Linked DNA regions of Danio rerio: region 2 is linked to region 1. A link is a contact called in public HiChIP or PLAC-seq data. All regions are on one chromosome and are shown on one strand. Each heading gives the region's core, a stretch centred on a gene start, on an enhancer-like site or on the middle of the called end of the contact. The rest is flanking DNA. Distances are from core to core; before and after follow the strand shown. Region 1 overlaps rerea (arginine-glutamic acid dipeptide (RE) repeats a). Region 2 overlaps rerea (arginine-glutamic acid dipeptide (RE) repeats a).

What was found. HiChIP or PLAC-seq counts read pairs in DNA pulled down with a chosen protein or histone mark.
Region 2: a contact with region 1 is called in an H3K4me3 HiChIP or PLAC-seq map of embryo, with 2.7 times the contacts expected there. The contact joins two enhancer-like sites.

The regions. Positions count from the first base shown.
Region 1 is chr23:25,715,974-25,723,597 of GRCz12tu, reverse strand. All of the region lies in intron 2 of rerea (arginine-glutamic acid dipeptide (RE) repeats a), which reads right to left. Among named protein-coding and RNA genes, the nearest start is that of rerea, 91 kb to the right of the region's middle. Within about 2 kb of position 3,942, at least 3 of the 62 cell types and tissues checked have an H3K27ac peak or open chromatin away from gene starts, as enhancers often do.
Region 2 is chr23:25,856,147-25,863,770 of GRCz12tu, reverse strand. rerea (arginine-glutamic acid dipeptide (RE) repeats a) reads right to left here. Exons shown (of 23, transcript XM_073938965.1): 14 at 7,597-7,624; 15 at 6,400-6,599; 16 at 6,147-6,308; 17 at 5,927-6,040; 18 at 3,812-5,199; 19 at 1,976-2,198; 20 at 1,164-1,875. Among named protein-coding and RNA genes, the nearest start is that of samd11, 99 kb to the left of the region's middle. Within about 2 kb of position 4,175, at least 3 of the 62 cell types and tissues checked have an H3K27ac peak or open chromatin away from gene starts, as enhancers often do.

The DNA.
Region 1 (7,624 bases), core at 2,693-5,192:
TTGAGTCCAGATTCACACGGAATATTAATGTCCACGCGGACGACTCCACCTCCAGCAGCTAACAGAAAACAACAGATAGATCATCACTGAAAAACACACGCCAAAAAGAAAGATCCTACCGTTCAAATCAAGAACAGATTCCGGCTATTGATTTTTCCTCTGTCCAATAATAATGAACGCCCAGTTTTTATTGCCGTGCTTCGCTGCCAAATGATTGGGGGGCTGAGAACAAAACAACCAGTGAAAATTACACATACATTGTGCGTTGGTGCTCCCATTCGCATTTGCATATTCACATAATGAATTAATTACTCCGTTTCCCCCCCGCCCAACGTGGAAACAGCGTGTATTCACAATTGTGCGTTTAAAAAAAACGTGCATTCTTTGTTGTTGTTGAGAAGTAGAGCTGATTTAGTGTTTCCATATACAGAATAGCAAATCATTCGATCATTGAACAGCATCAGCAGTGTTGTAAAGCTATCAGATATTTCAAGAAATAGCTGAAACATTCGTGGTGATTTCAGACATTTTTGTAAGATCTTTTATTCAGTTTTCTGCAAATATTTGATTTAACGATTCTGAAAATGTCAAGTGGTCTAATCAATTACTAAAATGCTTTCCTTGCATCTTCAATACACATTTGAATATGCATTTGCAAACACATTTTCAAGGAAAAATATCTTTACTAATTCATGAGTTATGAATAAACATGCTTTAGAGCCAAAATGTGCATTTTATAAGGAAAGTCAATGTGCTGTTAAAACAAGTAACCTTGTATAAATGGGTCAAATCTGAAATCGCTTTAAATGTTTTTTTTTCTTTTCACATTAGAATATGTTAGTGTTTTCCTGAGCCAAATGAGGGAGGAAAACATGACTTTATCACGATTTACATATGCCACCATGATAAAACAAAAACTAAATAATTGTGATTTTAAAATATAAATACTTTGCTTCTATCCTTCAGACTAGTATTTACCAATTTGTCAGCAACGAAGTTTTGATATAAAATATAATTACTTGGCATGATGACTTTTTACTTCTCAAAATATGTTACACTGAACGATCATTCATTCATTCATTTTCTTGTCGGCTTAGTTCTTTTATTAATCTGAGGTCGCCACAGAGGAATGAACCGCAAACTTTTCCAGCAAGTTTTTACACAGGGGATGCCCTTCCAGCAACAACCCATCTCCTGGAAACATCCACACACACATTCACACACACACACACACTCATACACTACGGACAATTTAGCCTACCCAATTCACCTGTATTGCATGTCTTTGGACTGTGGGGGAAACCGGAGCACCCGGAGGAAACCCACGTGAACGCAGGGAGAACATGCAAACTCCACACAGAAACGCCAACTGAGCAGAGGCTCGAACCAGCGTCTTTCTTGCTGTGAGGCGATAGCACTACCTACTGCGCCACTGCTTCGCCCACACTAAACGATGATGGATCAATATTTCAACCATATTTTGACATTCAATTTCCTTAACAGTTATTTAAAACATTGAAGTAAACCATCTGAATCCATTTAAAATGCCCTCTACATATAAAACTCCTAAAACAAGACGTTTTTTGTAAAAATAAATGCATAATATACAGTGCTCAGCAAATCTCTCATTTAAATTTACATTTATATAGGATGCTTTACAATAATGTATTTGTGCATCTGTGTTAGATTAGTCAGAATTGAAGCCAAATCTGGAGCTAATCTGACAAAATAACTTGTGATTATGGTCCAAAATTAGTAGCCTAAATTTATATGTTAGGAAAAAATATTGAACAAAAACGTTTTTAAAAAAAATTGTAAAAAAAAATAAAATAAAATAAAATAGAGCAAAATTTAAAAAAAATCAAGAAATGTATAAAACTTTGATGAAATTTTGTAGCTTTTAATTATGTAGATTTTCTAATATTTTGCATGAATGTAAATGTATTATCTTTCTATTTCTAAATTCTAGTTTGGTGACTAAAATATTATTTTAATAAATATATCCATTTATTAAAACTACTTGTTCAATTAAACCAAAATAAAGTTTCTGCAGATTTCACTATGTTAACTTTAAGACATTTTAAATACATTTTAGACTTATGCAAGGCTAAATGCTTAGGATTTTTTAAAATCCCAGTTGGAAAAGATTTTTACTTGCCCTGTCAAAAATGATTATATTTTATTACTTAAAAATACAATAATAATATAAAAAAATATAGGTGCGGTCAGAATCCTCAGCAGTAAACACATGGAGAATTTTTAAACAAATATCACTGTAGGGAAGTAATTAAATGCTATTTTTAAATGACAAAGTTAAAAGTTTTATTGAGATTATGATTGTTGGTGATTGTATGTCAATAGCCAGATTAAGTAGCTATACACGAACAAGGAACATTAAGACCTGTTTAAAAAGATTTAGCATGTACAACAAAATATTGCTATAGATTTAAGACATTTTAAGACCCTGCAGATACCCTGATTAATTATTTATTTATAAATGAATAATAACATTCATTTGTAAAATGGGCTGTACTCAATTATGCTGAGCATTGTATAAGACAATGTACAAATGCATGACAGAAAAATAGCTTCCTGCATATTTGTTTTCCCACAATTTAACCCACTTCATTCCTTTCAGTTTAACTAGCTTGCTTTTAGGTCAAAAACTGTAAACATGTTCATCATGGCAGTATTTAATTATATGAATTGCACAATAAACTCAGAAGGCAACAGTGATTCCAGTCATGTCACTGATCTAAATACTACTAATCAAATGTTTCATTGTACGATACCTCAAAATCTAATAAACCAACACACACACACGCATACACAGACAAAGAAAGAGAAAAAAAAGTAAAAAAGATTTTCTCTTCACCAACGTTATATTTGCGGAGGCAGCTAAGATCAATAGGAAGTGAGTTTGGTGTACTGCGGGCCCTTTATTGTGCTGCAAACCATGTAGCCTGTCAGGTTTTCAAAAGGAGGAGGTGTCCCTAGTGATCCCAGTGCTGGCAAACGCTTTCCAGCTCCAGGGGAGCCAGAGACAGTGTGACTTCTGTTTCTCCTGACAATCCTTAGCTCTGCCATGCACCCACACGTACACACACACACACACACACACACACACACACACACACACACACACACCCCAGCAGGCAACCTCCTCCCCTCTTGGAAAGCGTTTGAGCTTCACATTCAGGCGTATTTATTACATTTACTCAAGTGCATCCATATTTATCTCCCCGAGCCGCCCTGATAGCACTTACAATGTGCCCAACAGGAAACCTGAGTCACTTGCTTATGCGAGATCCTCACTGTGCACAGGGAAGATATTTAGAGAATGCAGTTTTCAGAGAGATACCGATCATTGCTATCAGCCAATAGGAGATTAGCTACTGGCTCGTGAGAAAAATACACAACAATGCGTTTGACATGGTGGCAGACAGTTAATTAGCGCTCAGAAATGAATCAGGACGGAAGGTGCGTGTTCGCGGGCCATGTGGGGAATGCCTGAACAATGTATGGATTGTGTTCGTGCGACGAATATTAAATCATCAGGATGTTATTTGCAAACAAACCTTTCTCCTGGATGACTGACGCTCATGATCGACGCGGTGAAGCTAATACGCAAACACATTCGAATGCTATTTCACCAAATGCACTCGGCAACATAATCAAAACCCCTGTGATGGCTCTAATAAATTTTCAACTAATGCACGCTGAGAGCTCAGACAGATGTATCAAGCGCGAGCCGTGTATTCGGAGGAAATGTAAGCCGTTCAAGTTGCTTTACGAGACTGAAAAGGCAACCAAAATTGTGAATGCTTTGCATTTCATGCACTCAGATGGCTGTTCCGCAGGCATTCGCAACAGCAGATGAGATCCCATTATCAGCCAGACGAGAACTCCACCTCCAGGATTTCACAGCTCCTCTGTTTATCACATGGCCCTGTCAAGTTGGGCACCATTAAGCGATAATGAAAGGAGACAACCGGTGCAGTTACAAGCAAAGCATTCTGCATTCTACAGGCCTAAGCATGTATCTAGGAAGCTGACTGTGTCTATTCAGTTCTGCTCTGCATTCAATAGCCATCACAATGCCTCAGCTACTGTACCCTGACCCCTTCACACCACAGTATTATTCAAGATTTCTGCTTGAGATGACAAGAATTCAAGCAATATTCTGAGTTCAATAAGAGTTAGGATCAATCGACAGCATTTGAAAAAATGAATTCAACCCATTCGTTCTGTTCTTTAAAAAATAGATATGCATTTATAAAGTAATGCAACCATAAAATACTCGGCTTCAATAGTATAGCTACAAGATGTAAACAATGTTCACATAATTTTAGTGTAGAAATTACTTATATCACCCTATAGTTCACCCAAAAAATGAAAATCACCTCATTTATTATCTGTTGTGATTTATTTTCTTCTGTTGAACATGAAAGAAGATATTTTGAAGAATGCTGGTTGCTGGGAACTATTGATTTCAATAGTGTACAATGGGAATTTACTAAATTACTATGGAAGTCAATGGGTCAGTGTTTTTTTTTTTAATGATGACAACATCTTCAACGTCAACATTTTTCGGAGGCATTTAAGATCAACAGGAAGTGAGTTTGGAGGAGTGCACAACAAGTAAATGTTTGTGTGCTCCTAAAATGTTTTTGTTGTTGTTTTTGTTGAGGGTTTAAATGAAGTTTTATAATACATGATTAATAGTATATTAATACTGAACATCACAAGACAACTCACACTGCTGACTAGGGTTGTCGCGATACTATTACATCATCTTACAATACTATACTAGCTGAAGTATCACAATTCCAAATAGTATAGCGATACTTTAATTTAACTCAAATTATAAAGGAAATTGTCAGAAATGCTGTATTTTACATGTTATAATGGGTCTACTTGAATTTAATTCATAATCCCCTTATTATTGAAATTATTATTTTAAAACAAAAATTTATTCATTCTTTTTATTTTGTAGATAACTGGCCAGCAAAAAATATGTAAAAAATTATACCAAACAGTAGCATTTAGGTGAAAGAGTAAATATGCGCTGTGTGTTTTCCACTTAATAACAAAATAATAATAAATGAGAGAGGTAGAAGCATCTAATACTTTGTTGTGAATGAAAGTTGTGAATGTTTGTACACCTTTTACATGTTCCTTTAAATATCACTAACACCAATCAGCTCAGTACATCTTTAGTGGATTTTCACTGCAAAAGACCATAAAATTTCTGCAAATATTGAAAAGCTTGAGCAAATCTGGTCATTTTAGGTGAGACAAACAAAAAAAAGGTCATCCTAAAAGTCCAATGAAATTAAAATGCACAATTTTTATTTTGCAAGTGCACATTGTTAGTCTTAAAATGAGCAATTAATCCATGCAAGTTAAACCACTGATTTTTTTTGTTTGTATGTTTGTTTTAGAAATAATTAATCATAATCTAGCCAATTGCTTTCTCTCTGGAATGGCAGTTCATCTCTGATGATATAAGTTTGATGGCATGGGCGTAATATGTTTTACTAGGCCCTCCAACAACTCCTCAAAAAAAGAGGAGATAAAAAAATGAACCCTCACCCCCTACAAGGGCTGCACAATATATCATTTCAGCATGGATATCGCAATGTATGCATTGGCAATAGTTACATTGCATACAATGTTGAGTTGGGATTATATTTGAGCATAAGTCAGAGATCAAAAAACAAGATTTGTAAACATTTATTGCAGAGTTTAACTTTGATGAAGTGAAATTGTATCATTTGCATCTTTGTAAGGCATGAGAGAGATTAAAGTCTCTACCAATTGGAAGTTTAATAAAGAATAATATGCAGAAAGTATGCACAGCGTATTTCCCTTTTATCTTTGCTTTATGCTTGTTATTTATTACACTTTATGTAGGATTCACTCCCCTACAGAACCATGCCAATCAATTAAAATGAATACATTTGATATCAATTTAAGGACCAATTCTCACTATTAACTAGCTGCTTGATAGCATGCATGCTATTGAGTAGTACTTCTATTAGTGCTAATAACCTACTTATTCTGCATGATCTTTTTCTACATCCCTAACCCAATACCTAAACTACTTTAATAACTATAAATAAAGAGCAAATTAGGAGTTTACTGAAGCAAAAGCCATAGTTAAGGTTTTAAGCAGGCAAAAATCTAATCTTAAAATTAGGGCTGCATGATTAATCAAAAAAACATCACAATCTCGATTTAACTCTACACACAATCCTAATCCAGCCTTTCTACGATTCAGCCAATTCTATTTTGAGGGTCAGGAGAGAAGCATAAAGGCAGTTGCACAAGCCTTCACATTGTTTTTAATACACTGCTCAGCAACATGGACACCTTTAAATGGCATTAAAAGTGTCACATACTGTATTTATTTGATTAACTTGTCATTTTTGTCAATGTAATGACGTATTCGTATCCGTGAAATCACACAGGAGCTGACGCCCTGTTTGTTTACTACCGAGAGGAAATGCGCATGCCAATGATGTCTACTTTAGTGAACAGAATCTGCAAAGGCTGTAAATAACGGGTAATAAAGTTGTAAATAACGTTCCGTTTGTTGCAAACTGAACTCAAAGTGACGGCAGCCACGACATGAACCGCACTCGGCAGGGAAAAGTGAAACCGAAAGCTTGCACTTCATTTAAATGATCAGATTGCATTTTAGACTAATGATTAAGACAAACATTTGACAGCATTTGAACTGTTGTTCATGAAAATAAATGTTTACTGGGTCAGTATAACTACTCATAATGTTAAATATAATATAAGCGGGAATCTGATAACGACAAACGACTCGTATTACCAGTGAAAAAAAAAAAAAGGGGTCTAATATTGTTGTAAAAACATCTAAAATGTTGTTTTGGCCATTCTAAAACCCTTAACCATCTCAAGTCATTTAATAAATAAAGAAAAGATTCACGCAGCTTCCCTTATCCCAGCAAATTCTGTTTTTATTTTTGATATTTGGCGCCAGTTTATCAGGAAGTGGCGATTTTGTTCGCTTTGACTTGTTGGATGGAAACGCTGTTTTATTCGCACACCTTTAATACGATATTATAGCTTTACGCATAAAGTAATTCACATTTTTACATGGAAACATAGATAATGACAGAATCGTGAGGAAATCGTGATCTTGATTTTAAGCAAAATAAATGGAGATTCTCATTTTAGCCAGAATCGTGCAGCCCTACTTAAAATATTATGGGCCTAATTCTTCCAAATAGTGCTATTCAATCATTTGGTGAATATGTATAGATAAAATATATCGCAAAAAAATAAAATATCACCATGTCAGACTTTTCCAATATCCTACAGCCCTACCTAATACTCTATATTTCATTTATTTTTAAAATACATCGCCCTAAAATAAAAGTCTGCAGCAACTTAACGTGGATTTTACATTAGGTGAACACTGAAATAAGTGGGGTTTGTAAGATTTTTGTACAACTCAATAGCATGCCGCAAATGCTTTTGAATCAGCTTAGCATATACTGAACCATATTGTTTCCAAAATTATTTAAGAATATATGTTTCTATATTTAAAAAGTAAAAAATGAAAGAAGTCAAATAACAAACCCTATCA
Region 2 (7,624 bases), core at 2,926-5,425, 140 kb before region 1:
TAATACGAGTGCATCAATAATTTATACAGAAACATTATTAAGTACATTGCAAAGTATAATATTCAGAAAACGCAAGGAAAATAATATTTTTAATTATAACAATGCAATGTCTTTGTTAGTTTTATTTTAACAAAAAATGGAATTTTAATATAGGATAAATACGCAATAAAATATGTTTAATAGTAAATGATCAGCTAATAAACAAATGGAATAGTATATCAACAATTGATTTAGATAATAAATGTAAAAGCCAGAAAATCTCAAATGAAATCATTTATTTTTTATTCTGTTATTTGCATATCGTTAAAACAATCTTTAAATGATTTTTTTCATTCTCTGCAATTTTGCAAATCTAAATTCATTTAAAACTTTTTACATTAAATACTGATTCTAAATATTGCAAGCTAATAGGTTGTTGGCCAGTTTCAAACTAATTATTGGTTTATTTGCCAGAAATCTCTCATTGCAACCCTTTTTCATAAAAACTTTAACAAAGATAAAGCACAATTTATTTACACATATTTAGAAAAGTCATTCAAGCACAATTCATTTACACACATTTAGAAAATTTATTCAAGCATAATTCATTTAGACCAGGGGTGTCCAAACACAATCCTGGAAGGCCGTTGTCCTGCAAAGGTTAGTTTCAACCCCAATCAAACACACCTGGACTAGCTAATCAAGCTCTAACTAGACTTTCTAGAAACATCCCTTGCAGGTGTTTAGAGGCAAGTTGGAGCTAAAATCTGAAGTACACCGGCCCTCCAGGACAAAGTTTGGGCACCCCTGATTAAGACATTTATAAAATTCCTTTATAGACAGATTAAATACATTTATACTTATACAATTTAATGAATTCTAATGGCCCAAATGAAATCTGTGGACAGTTTTCACATTTTCTGTAAGAATTCTTTAAGAACACAGAATAACACATTTAAACAACGAATTTCTCTTTACAGTTCTGTTACAGTTTACAGTTCTGTTCTCTAATTGGTAGCCAAAAAGCTCTAATTTGTCAACAAAAAAACAATCTGATTTGTTACTACATTACATAAATACACAAAAATTGTGAAGTAGTTAGTTAATAAGATCTGTGCACGCACATTCCATGTGGGCCTAATAAAACAATTTGTCACACAAGAACAGAGAGAATGGTCCCTCACCTTGGTGCAATGGATCCTGTTGGTGCAGGTGTAGGTGCGAATGGATGTGCGAGTGCTGATGGTGGTGCGGCGTCACGTTGAACATCTGCAATCGTGCCATGGGGTCGTTTGCCAACCTCTCCACATGTAGCCTCTCGGCTAACCGCTCAGGGTAGGTCATTTCAGGCCGTAGCTGTGGGCCGGCCAGCGCCAGCCGTTCCCGCTCCAATGGATTCAGTCCCGGGTGAAAAGAAGCAAACGGATGAGGGCCAGCCATGGGAGGTAGACCAATGGGCCCGTGTCTGGCAAAGTGCTCCATAGGGTTGGCGGAAGGATGCAGACTGTCCAACTCTGGAGGTTTGACCTCAAAGCCAGGCTTCATCCTCTCCATCCTGAGCTCCCTCTCACGAATCTCTCTTTCCCGGATCTCCCGCTCTCTCAGCTCCCGCTCACGCATGCTGGGGTCGGCGTTGTAGAGGCCTGGCAGGTGGTATGCCAGTAAAGGGTCTGTAGGGTTGAGCGAGACGAAGAAAGGATGGTTGCGGTTTGTGGGGGACATGACGTGAGGCCGGGCGTATTCGCTGAGCGTGCGCAGGGCAGGGGTGTCTGGACCGATGTAAGGGGGCACAGTGGCGATTGTGGTTGGTGGTGGATCGAAAGATGTCCTCATATGAGCCGATCCTGCCATCGGGGGTTCACCCATGCGACTTTCATGAGAAGAACTGGAAGCTTTCTGTAAAGATAAAACCAAGATTTAGGGACAAGAAATTGGTACAATGAAAGAATTTTAACAAACGACCAGATTTACTGCAACACAAAAAATGAAAACTTACAGCAGCTCTCTCAGCCTCCTTCTCCCTCTCTCGTTCCCGCTCTCGTTCTTTTTCTCTTTCCCTCTCCTTCTCTTTTTCTTCTCGTGCTTTCTGCTCTGCTTCCCTCTTGGCTTTCTCCAGCGCCTCTTCCCGTTTCTTTGCCAGTTTTGATGAGGCCAGAGGTGTGAAGTAGAAGTCTGTTCTGGCACATGTGTTGTAACCTCTGTCCAGATGCTTGTAGAACCTGAAGCAGAATGGATGGAAAGCTGTCAGGGTAATCTTTTAAAATGAGCACTGTCAGGGTGACTTATGTTGTGAGTAACCCTTCTTGTTTCATGACAGATATAAGTTGCAGAATTTTACACAGGCTGATTTTGCAGCCTTCTGAAAAGCAATGCAATTACTTTGTGACAAATAAATAACCTCTGGCATGTCTTCCCGTTTGTACTACACTAGAGCCACTAAATCAGTCTTTTTAATCGGCAGTGCCGTAATGAGCTGCTCTCTCTGTGCATTAGTGAGCTTATTGCTATTCACTGCAAGGGAGTGTGAGAGAAGGCTACAGCAACTTTACAAAGACGCGCTTGCGTTCTGATGGAGGCTTTCATCGTAATGATGCAGTCATTAATCTGTGCCCTGTCCACACTTGATGAGGAGCGGAAGCTGAGGCAGGTATTTAATGACAGTGCTATTTAATACAACTTTAAGGCAAAAGCATAGTTTGAAGAGACAAATTATCATTAATAAAAAAAAAAATTATAATTAAAGCAAAAATACAATTAATGATTCATTAAATATTGTTTTTATTTATAAAACTATGTACTATTCCTTTATTAATTTTCCTTCGGCTTAGTTCCTTTATTCATCAGGGGTCATCACAGCAAAAGAACTGCCAACTTATCCAGCATATGTTTTACACAGCAGATGCCCTTCCAGCTGCAACCCAATACTGGGAAACACCCCTGCATTTAGTTTATTTAATTCACCTACAGCGCATGTCTTTGGACTGTGGAGGAAATCAGAGAAAAACCACTCAAACATAGGGAGAACATGCAAACTCCTCACAGATATGCTAACTGGCCCTATTTACTTTGTTAATCAATGTAACAATATTATTTACAACACTTTTTGTTGCTATAATAATGTAGATTTTATTTTATTTATATTCCAATAAAGTATTAATATTACATTCTAACAAACATTATGAATACTGTTGATTAATAATTTTATTATTTACTGCTTTTTATTATATTAAAATTAGGGCTGCAAGATATATCAGCGGTCATATCGTTATCGGCAGATAAATACTATTTTTAATGTTATCGCTATCGGTCCAATATCAACATCAGGCCAATATCTTTAGGCCAATAGATAATGTAATTGTACAAAACTGCCTGCCTCGCGCATAAGCGAGTCGAACTTGTTCAGACTTGTCCAGGGCACTGTAACGGAGCTTTCCACACAATGTTTATTCCTTCAAAGTCTGTCCTTTGTTTGTGTGATATTGCTGTGCATTTTTAACTCAGTAGGTAACCATATTCCTTATCATTGTAGATATGTTTTAGGCTATTCAGTTCATAAGATCAGTTACCACTTTTATGAAGTTTAAAAAATAATTAGTTCTTCACTGTATAAAAATATAACATCTTGAAATATTTATCGGTCTATATTTATATCGGGTATCGGCCTCCACATATAAAGAGTTATCGGTTATCGATATTGGCACAAAAGTCCATATTGGTGCATCCCTAATTAATATAACACGTTTTTTTATTGTACTGCTGAAAATATTGTGGAAAAAAGATAAATAGTAATAATAAATTAAAGACACAAAATTGGAAAAGAAATATCAAGTACCGTGCTGATTGGCTGGCGTGACTGGGAGTGTTGACGATGGTGGGTGGAGGCGAAGGACTCCTCTGTGGTGGTGGAGGACTTTCTGGCTCCTCTGTTTCATCCAGAGGCTCTTCTTTAATCTGTACAGGTGGCACAGTGGAGGGTCCTGGGCAGGGAGCGCTGACCGATGCAGGTAGTGGCATAGATATGGAGGGCGGAGGTTGCTGCAGTGTAGTCATAGAGCTGGACACTGAGGTGGGAACGGTGGAGGGCGACAAGACGGGTGAACTGCCTGGCATGAAGGAATGAGGAGGGAAGGGGGGCTGAGAAGGCGCTGAGTGTGAGGCAGAGGAAGAGGAAGGGAGCGGAGGAGCCGGTGGCGGTGCTTGACTTCCTGTTGCCGGAAGAGTTTGTGACTGGGTGAGCACTGGAGGTTGCACCGGTGGAGGCTGTAGCTGCTGGCTTTGAGACATGAGCTGAAGGGGTGGCGGGTGGGCAGAGGGAGGGTGATGGTTGGATAAAGAGCTGAGGGGTTTCAAGGCGGGCGGTGGGGGCAGGTTGGAAGGCATCTGCGGGAATGGGGGGTGGCTGGGATGTTTGTGTGATTGAGCATTTGGCATTTGTGGGATAGGGGTGGTTGGCGGAGGTTTGATGTGGGGCATGGGTAATGGTGCGGGTGGGAGAGGCTGCTCTCTGGGAGGCTGACTGCCGCTCTGTGAAGAGGACTGCGACTGTGATGGAGGTGTGTGAGGTCGCTGTTGTTGGGACAGGGAGGCAGCTTGGGCTTGACCAGAAAGGGGTGAAGGGGGAACCTGAGACTGAGCCATTGGGAAGGGCTGAGTGGGTAAAGCATGAGGGTGAGGCATGTGTGAGGGCCCTGCCTGCAGAGGGTGGCCCATGGGTGGCATGGGACCATGTAGTGGAGGCTGCAGGGCTTGTGGGCAGGTTTGAGAGGGTGGAGGCGGTTGAGGCATGCCTTGCAATGGGGAATGAGGTGACGGCAGCCTCTGCACCCCTGACTGAATGAGAGACAGCGGACCCGCGGGTGGTATCTGCTGAGGAGGCATGGAGGTAGGGGGGATGGATGGAGATGGTTGAGAGGACAGTGAAGGTGCGCCTGAGGTGGGTGTTGTAGAAGCTGCAGCTGCCGGTGGAGGGGCTGGGGGTAAAGTCCCTGTCTGGCACTGGATGACTGGAGGGTGCTGGCCCTGAAGGATCTGCTGCTGGGCTGAGGAGTCAGAGTCACTCTCGTTGTCTCGTGGGCTAGGGATGCTTGGAGAAGAGCTGCGGTTGTCCTGGTCAATATCCTTAGGATCACTGCTGCCCTCATCGTTCACACTTCGCCCATCTGAGCTTTCACCCTCGCCCTCTCCCTCACACTCTGAAGGCGAGTTCGGCACACTTATTTCCTGTGTGAGATAAACAGGAGAAAGGGTCAACAAACTTGACCGAAGCAGGGGTTACTGATGATAATAGGTGCAGTCATGATCAAGAACAAATAACCTTTGCATTTCACAGTCATTGAGTTGCAATGAACTCATGACATTTAAAGGATATGAAATCACTCTGTGCAATCAAGCTGCTACCAAAGGTAACAGCCAAAGTAAATACAACCTTAAAATCTAGTGTCTTCACTGGACTCTGGGCCAAACAGAGCTGCCACAAACCTTTCAGTGAACTTTAGAATTAATTTATTAATGTCTTTAAAATTAATGGAGAGATAATCTTCCAAGAAAACTTTGTTTTTCACCCAAACATGTTCCACGTTTCCATGCTAACAATAATTTAGCCATTATCTTTTATACATTAAACAATACTCAACAAACAGCTAACTCCGCAGCAGAATTAAATCACAAAGTCAACAACCATACAACAAATGTCTAGAATTAATTCCCTATATTACCTGTTACTTTCACTTGAGGCCACATGAGTGAATTTAAATAGAAGTAGAGCCATGTAACTTTTGCTAGTATTTTTTTGTATAAGCAAAATAAACACTTGTTTAACACGAGTAACAAAATATATGCGAGTCTGAATACAGCCAGTGTCTTTCAACTGACTTCCACTTTCACTCATCTGCATTTTAGAGTTCATCACATACACAAATTTTAGGATGCTTAACAGGAATTTACTGACCTGTGTTTTGGACTTCTTGGCGCTTGCCCTTTCGGACTCCTCTGTGTCTGAGGCTCCTTTCTCCCTCTGGCGTTTGGCACTCTTCATAGGCGATGGCGCTTCTTCCTTTGTCTTCTGTTTTGACAAAACAAAAACATGTTTTCTCATGTTTCTTACGTTCATGTGTTCCTGGGAAACTTAGTGTGATTTCAATGTTACAGTTTGTGTCTGTGGGTCATACCTTGCTGGGTTTCTTCATCGAGTCAGTCTTGCTGTCAGTGCTGGAGGTGCTTGCTGCACTAGGTGAGGTTCGCCCGCTGGATCGCAGATCCTCATTGGTTGGTGAGGCTCTGCCATCTGGGCTAGCGGTCTGCTTCTTGCGGCCACTTCGTAGCGTTGACATCTGAATCAATAAAATATGTGATGTAACAAACAGCAAACAATAATAAAACGGTTTAAATGAAGCTAAAATGAAGCAAATTTAGGCATCTTACTGAGCCGCGATTCCGTCGAGTCCTCATGCTATGCTTCCCACTGAGTCCATCGTCTTCCTCTTTGACAGGTTTGAACATAAACGGTGGCGGGTCTACAGGCTTCTCAATGGGTGGTAGTTCGCCGTACTTCTTAAAATGGATCCGGCAGTCGGTGCACAGCAAGATGTTCTCGCGACCCCCGTGGTGCCAGTCCTTGGAGGCTGTAAACACAAATTTAAGTTTAGCTGAGCTCTGCTTATTAAACATTACACTTACAGAAAGTGCTCAAGGGCTACCCAAACACCTCGTGGACATGCTAAGGTCAAAGGCTCTTACTTATCCATGCTGAGGTTGTTTTGGTATCAGATGCGAGAGCGATATGAATGCCAATTGCATCCAACAGGTCAGAGGATTTAATGAGGCAAAAACGAATGAGTAAGTGTCAGATTGAATCAAATTAGAAATGACACACACTGATGTCCATCTGCCAGATGAGGGATGGAGGCGAGCATCAGTGCTCTCTCAAACTGAGAGTAATTACAGGCCTGCAGAGGGATTTATTGAGTCCTCTGATGGGAAAACAGTTATAGAGTCTTCACCTGTCTCATTGTATCACTTATATTAAGTTAATACCACCAACATTTCACCTTGGGAACAAATGAAGGACTGGGAAAACACATTGTTTGCATCTTCTCTAACTGTTAGCCACTCAGGAAATTAGAATGAATTTGGAGCAAATTACACAACAGTTGATGACCGCTAATTTATTTGGACCAGCAGTAATACAACCATTATCTTATTGGCAAGGACTTAAAGTAAAACAGGACTTAAACTAAAACAGATATTTAAACAAATGCAAAAATAATATTTTGATGAAGAAATATTCTTTAATATATGTCTAAATCACTCAACATTGTATTGAAAAGTTGAATAATAGAAGTATCACTTCATTAATATTCACTATGTGTTGGTCTGAATATCAGCATGGTGTAATTTACCTTTTTTACATTTTTTATAATTGAAATAAAACAAATATACACATAAACATGCTACAACATTACATAATAAAAATAAATATAAATGATAATAAAAGTAAATGTAGACATAGAAGGTTTTTTCTTTCTGAAATAAAAGTAAATCTCAATTTGTTTAATGAGTTGTTCTGTTAGTATGAATATCAGCATGGTATAATACTGCTTAACTTAATATAGTACTCACTGGTAGTGAAACAGTGGCGGCAGGCGTA